Regions from separate parts of the Mus musculus genome. Here region 1 is linked to region 2. A link is a contact called in public Micro-C data. All regions are on one chromosome and are shown on one strand. Each heading gives the region's core, a stretch centred on a gene start, on an enhancer-like site or on the middle of the called end of the contact. The rest is flanking DNA. Distances are from core to core; before and after follow the strand shown. Region 1 overlaps Mttp (microsomal triglyceride transfer protein). Region 2 holds the start of 1110002E22Rik (RIKEN cDNA 1110002E22 gene).

The links. Hi-C and Micro-C count contacts between places; a contact is called where the count stands out from the background.
Region 1: a Micro-C map of muscle stem cells shows a contact between it and region 2, with 6 times the contacts expected there. The contact joins the enhancer-like site here to the promoter of 1110002E22Rik in region 2. A contact is called at or near these places in 1 of 39 promoter capture datasets (the HPC-7 cell line), 1 of 15 datasets of contacts at CTCF or cohesin (the NIH/3T3 cell line), 8 of 484 Hi-C or Micro-C datasets (the HL-1 cell line, cardiomyocytes, embryonic stem cells and 3 more), 4 of 115 datasets of contacts at active chromatin or transcription factors (embryonic stem cells, heart atrium, neural progenitor cells and 1 more) and 3 of 9 other capture datasets (adipose tissue, liver and pancreatic islet).

The regions. Positions count from the first base shown.
Region 1 is chr3:138,102,364-138,105,259 of GRCm38.p6, reverse strand. It overlaps Mttp (microsomal triglyceride transfer protein), which reads left to right. Exons shown (of 18, transcript NM_008642.3): 13 at 220-317; 14 at 472-593; 15 at 1,946-2,173. Among named protein-coding and RNA genes, the nearest start is that of Gm52617, 17 kb to the right of the region's middle. Within about 2 kb of position 1,414, at least 16 of the 459 cell types and tissues checked have an H3K27ac peak or open chromatin away from gene starts, as enhancers often do. A contact at or near this core is called in the HL-1 cell line, muscle stem cells and pancreatic cancer cells, where this site is marked.
Region 2 is chr3:138,060,968-138,064,099 of GRCm38.p6, reverse strand. 1110002E22Rik (RIKEN cDNA 1110002E22 gene) reads right to left here and starts at 1,858. Exons shown (of 3, transcript NM_001370862.1): 1 at 1,802-1,858. All of the region lies in intron 1 of Gm5105 (predicted gene 5105), which reads left to right.

The sequences.
Region 1 (2,896 bases), core at 165-2,664, 42 kb before region 2:
TTGGCTGGGCATTCTTATGCTCTATAAATGTCAGCTATTTGAGGAATGAAGGGGTGAGCCCTCACCCTGCCACTGGTGCCCAGCCAGCACGTCCTTGGGTCTCACAGTGGCATGAGGACTTTTTTTTTTTTTTAAACACCGGGGATTTGGTTGCATTCCCGATTTGATCTGGGAAACAGACATTATGGTGAATGAAAAGCCTTCTCTTCTGTGTTGCAGCAAAATGATCCGTCGAGTTCTCAAGGAGATGGCTGTTCACAATTATGACCGTTTCTCCAAGAGTGGATCCTCTTCTGCCTATACTGGCTACGTAGAACGTAGGTGACCCCTGAGGAGCTCCCCCCTGCACCCCCTTTCATCGACATTGCTGGAGCTGTGACTGAGTTCCACCCCCGAGGACCCCTGCTTTCCCGCCCCCGTGTCCTTTCGTCGCTGGGACTGTGACTGAGTTCGTGGTTCTTTTGTCATTAGGTAGCCCCCGTGCAGCGTCCACATACAGCCTTGACATCCTTTACTCTGGCTCTGGCATTCTGAGGAGAAGTAACCTGAACATCTTCCAGTACATCGGGAAGGCAGAGCTTCATGGTAGTCAGGTACCGCACGCCCAAGAGTTACTAATGAAAGAAACCTGTCTGAGTGCAGCATTATAGCATATATTTTATAGCGTACAAATTAGTTTGTAAGTTAATGGTGGTATATATATATATATACATATATATATGTAGATGTAGATAGATAGATAGATAGATAGATAGATAGATACAGCTACAGATACAGGTACAGATATATATTCTGTAGTACACACACACACACACACACACACACACACACACACACACACACACACACACAATTGAAGCTGTACCAGAATCTGCTAGTTAGACTTTCATTCAGGGCTACATCACTTCGATATCCCCAAGTATTTACATTTATGCTGTGTTTGCCCTTTTTTGCTTATCTCTACAGAGACTGATTGCACCGACAAGAAATTTCAATGTACAAAAAAGACAAAAGAATTAGCGTATATTTCTCCAATACCACTAGGAAAGAAAAGAATCAAGTATTATTAGCAGTTGAGAACTGGTTGAATTTTAGTCCTAAACGAAATGACGGTTTATCTTTACTGTCAACCATACCATCACTTTGGTGTTATGAATATCAGATTATAACATTCTAATTGAAGTTATTCAAGCCTCAACATGATCCATTGTTATGGAAACTTGGGTGCTCATCAATATGAACTCATCTTCCCATTCGATAGCACCACGGTCAGAATCCCATACCTGCCATGCCAAGGCATTTCCACCTGCTGTCTCATGTGCCCTCAGAAATGCCAAGCACACAGTGGTTAGAGCCTGGCTATGCAGGATGGAAAATAAGCAAAATTCCTTATGGGCTAGTCATCTGGGCATGAACTTCCTCATAGTGTGGCATCATTTTTGTGGTGAGGGATGAAAGTTTGACATGGAGAGGCGTGAATGTGCTCTCTGAGCACAGCTGACTGGGTGGAGTGCCCATGCCTCTCCATCTCCTGTCAGATGCTCGTGAAGATGGCAGGCCCATTGCTTGAGACAGCGTGGGGAAAGTAACTGAGCACCACCGGTGATGCCCTCCAAGAGAGGCCTGCGGTCTTTGTAGTCGCATAGCAAGGACTCAAAGCCCCACTTCTGCCACATACTAGCTAAGTGAATATTCACCTGTCCTCGCTTCTGTCTACTAAATGAATAAAATCTTCCACACATTCAAGGGTAATTGCGAAGAGTACATGGAGAAAATTCATCTCCATTATGTTAGACATAGAGGTTTAGTTTTCATTCTTGCCTAGTTGCAGAAGTTACTTGAGGTTTTGGTCCTGAAAAAGGTTTATCTGTAGCTCAGAGACCTCTCCATCACCCACGGAGCAGGGGATCTGTGACCATCAACCGTGTGTCCTTTTCTCCCCTAGGTGGTGATTGAAGCCCAAGGGCTGGAAGGCTTAATTGCAGCCACTCCTGATGAAGGAGAGGAGAACCTTGACTCTTATGCTGGCATGTCAGCCATCCTGTTTGATGTTCAGCTTAGGCCTGTCACATTTTTTAATGGATACAGTGATTTGATGTCCAAAATGCTGTCGGCATCCGGCGACCCTGTCAGCGTGGTGAAAGGGCTTATTCTGTTAATAGACCATTCTCAGGTAATTCTCTACCTTTCTCAGCCTGCAAATACTTACTGAGTTCCAGCACACACATTTTGTGTGTGTGTGTGTTTGTGTGCTCACTCGCATGTGTACATGTTGGAGCACAGTAAGCAGCCCTTGCACTGTTATGTTAGAACATGTAGAAGCCAGTGGTCAACCTTGGAAGTCTTCCACAATTGCTTTCCAGCTTATTTTTCGAGACAGTCTCTCAGTGACTCTAGAGCATGCTCAGTTAAGCTATGATGGCTGGACAGCAAGTCCCAGGAATTCTCCCGTCTCTGCCTCCCAGCACTGGGACCACAGCTGTGCACTCGGGTGCCTTGGTTTTATGTGAGTGATGGGGACTGGAATCAGGCCTCCTGCTTGTACAGCAGACGTTTTACCCAGCTTGTAAATTGTAAGCATGTCTAGAAAATACAAGTTAAAGCTTTGCGGCTCCTCGAGCTCATTCCCTACGCCTTTGGTCCTCTTGCTATTGCTGCCCTCTCCCCTTTGCTATAGGTAAGCACCATTTGCCTTCTCTGTTATTAGCTGCTTAGTAAAGAACGCCTGCAATGCAACAGAGCCGAGCTCGTATTACCTGCAAACACAGTTTTCCTGCACTGGGGAGACCGAGGTGTCTTGTCTTTTTTTACCCGGAATGCAGGACATGAGCTACCTGGCATCATTTGTGATGACAATGATTATGAAAACCAGTGTGGCGCATCATGTTGACGATGT
Region 2 (3,132 bases), core at 609-3,108:
GTTCAGAGAGGAAATGTGAGCCTCTGGCATGCCCCTGAAAATACGGCCAAAATCCCAGTTCACCCGCTCTGAGATAGATTCATTCCAAACAAGTCAAGATCTGGACAGGCAGATTTGCCAAGGCAACAGAGGGGTCAGTGCTAGCAACCTTTGGGGCGATTCCCCGGGCATGGTCCATGGAAAACCACGACTAGGTTTTGGTGAGACCTGGCCCTCATCATCTGCCAGGCCCAAGTCCACCTCTATACATAGTCTGTGTGTCACCTATGCCGATTGGATAAAGCCCTATTTTAAACATCCACATTTGTGGAAAGGAAAATAACACCGCCAACCATCCCCTTTTGACATGAATGCCATCCCCACGCTGAAAAGGGTTCCTTCCTCTGAGTAGGCATGTGCGTAAGTGAGAAGTAGTCACCCCTGACAACTGCAGCGTCTACCTTCTCTCCCTGTAGGCATCCCAACCCCACCATTCTCCCTAGGACAAGCCCTCTGCCCTCTCTACTGCCACTAAAACGTGCCCAGAAGAGACTGAAAACATCTGGAATAAAGCAATGGTTATTAAGCCATAACTCAGGGTCATGGGAAAGAAAAAGAAATACCTTCCAAATCTTAGTTTCTTAATTAGTAAGTACAACTAACTAGGAACATTTTTAACATTTACGCACATATTAATGATTGAATTCTGGTAAGAACCACATGAATTAAGTACAATTACTATACTGATTTTATAGACGGGGAACCTGAGACACAGAGGTAGGGCATGATTCAAACCTAGGCAGTCCAGCTGGAGACCTTTACGGTTACGATAGGCAATCAAGGTGGGTCCCCACAGTCAAGGTGGGTCCCCACAAAACCATTCAGAGTTGTTACCCCGTCAACTATCAAATCTGCATGACCACAAATAATCTATGTAACTGGTTGAGGTTTGTTTGTTTGTTTTTATTTCAGATATTCAACCCGAGAACACTTTATGGACTTGGGGGGCTAAGGAACACGATTCTGTTAATAAAATGGATTAAATATAGTCCCCTTCTCTCAGGCAAGCAGACTTTTGAGCTCGCCATTTTTACTTTTCTTTGAGGCTGACCATGCCTTGGGCAGTAAGAAAGCCCTGGAGATAGTCCAAGACAGTGTGAGACACATGTGCTTCCTGGCTAATCAAGAGGCGAGAGTTTCTGTATAGTCCAAGGAAGAATCACTCTAGCGCTGTCATATGGCCCTGTCTGTCATCGCAACACAACAGATTTTTTTTCTTGAGTTTCTTCCTGTGGTTAGCAAAATATAAAACTGAAAGTTCTGACACACAGGGTATATGGTAATGTTCTCTCTCTCTCTCTCCCTCTCTCTCTCTCTCTCTCTCCCTCTTCCCCTTCTTCTTTCTTCCTTTCCTTTCCTTTCCTTTCCTTTTCTTGCTTGCTTTCTCCCTGTCTTCCTTCCTTTCTTCCTTCCTTCCTTCCTTCCTTCCTTTCTCTCTCTCTCTCTCTCTCCCTCTCTCTTCCTTCCTTCCTTCCTTCCTTTCTTTCTTTCTTTCTTTCTTTCTTTCTTTCTTCCTTTCTTTCTGTGTTTTCAAGGCTGGCCTCGAACTCAGATATCCACCTGCCTCGGCCTCCCCCAGTGCTAGGATTAAAGGTCCCAGACTACAACTGGTCACCATAATTTCTTAATACCCAAAGTTCCGCAAAACCTCCTGAGGTCTCCCCTCTCTGAGAACCCAGCCCTGGCCAAGCTCCCCACCTCCCCCCAACCCCCTCCCCCACAATCAGACACAGCCTGGTTCGGTTCTAACGTGGGTTCTTACCTTCAGAATAGGTGTGTGGCTCCTTCAAGGATTTCCAGCTAAACAATGCCAGTGTCGATATGGTGGTAGTGGGGGTTCCTTCATATAAAGTCAATTTCCAAAAGGTTTTTTTTTTTTTAAGTCAAACCAAAAATTCCCTTTGTGGTTTAAAATCAAATAAGCTGAAACACCATAGTAGGGCTGACTATTAAAAGAAAAGAAATGTATAAATAGAAAAACAGCAGCCAACTTTAGGGTAAAGAAGACAATTAAGGACTCCACACGGTTTCCCTTCTGGTGTTTTTCAGAGTTCTGGGTTAGTTTATGGTACCATGAAAAGGGGTGGTCTGAGATCTAGTGGAGTAGCTTGGAGTCATGGGTAGCTACCGTGTCCTTCATTCTTACAGGTGGGTAGCCACCGTGCCTTTTATTCTTACAGATGACTCTGATCACTTTTTTACAGATGAACTCAGTGGTTGCCTGCCTGACCTCAGGTGTTGAGCAATTGATGTGACTAATATTGCCAGTATTAACCCATGGTGAGCAGGCACGCGTGGTTAGACAGGCAAGGTATGCCCTGTTGATAACTTTATATGGGAACTCCAGGAGCAACAAAGGAAGTGACTCAGCGTTGTTACATTTCTCTCTGAGGAGAAAGTCTCTTAGCTTTCCTTGAAGGGTTTCTGAGATAGTTCAGTGTATGTAAAACCTTAACATGACTTAAGAAGTGAAGAACGAAGGCCAGACCACCCACCAGCTGATTAAAGGTCATGCTTATATTTTGGGTCTCCAAATCTGGCATAATAAGATAACTAAGTGTGCTATTCAAGAGAAGAAACCGTTCACAGAAGGCAAACCTTAGACTGGAAACGAAGAGATGTATTAGGTTAAACTTAACCTCAGAGTCAATGCCAAACCCTTGGCCAACCACAAACATTCTTAGTTTGTCTGGGGCACAGCAGGGAAGAGACAGTGGTGCTTTATATTGAGTTGAAGGTCTTTCCATAAAGATGTGTATCGCTCTCAGCACACACTTATGTGAAGAAGGCTTTTCTGGGGACCACTGCCTAAGACCTAGGACGTGGCTAGCACCTTTCCAAGCCTAGGGATGGACATGTGAAAGTTGGCATCTGAAAGAAGGTGCCCTATCATACTATTTAATGTACTAAAAGGTACGTGGTTATTGAAATAAGCCCTCCATAATCATATGACTAAAAAGTAGTTATTGTTTCCACTTTATGGACTGAAAAAAAAAAGCGAGGCTAAGTAAAAGCTTGTGCCTCTGTAGGGCTTTTCACCATTTTTCCCAATAATCAAATGCTGCAGCCCTGGTTAAAATTGGGTGTGAGGTG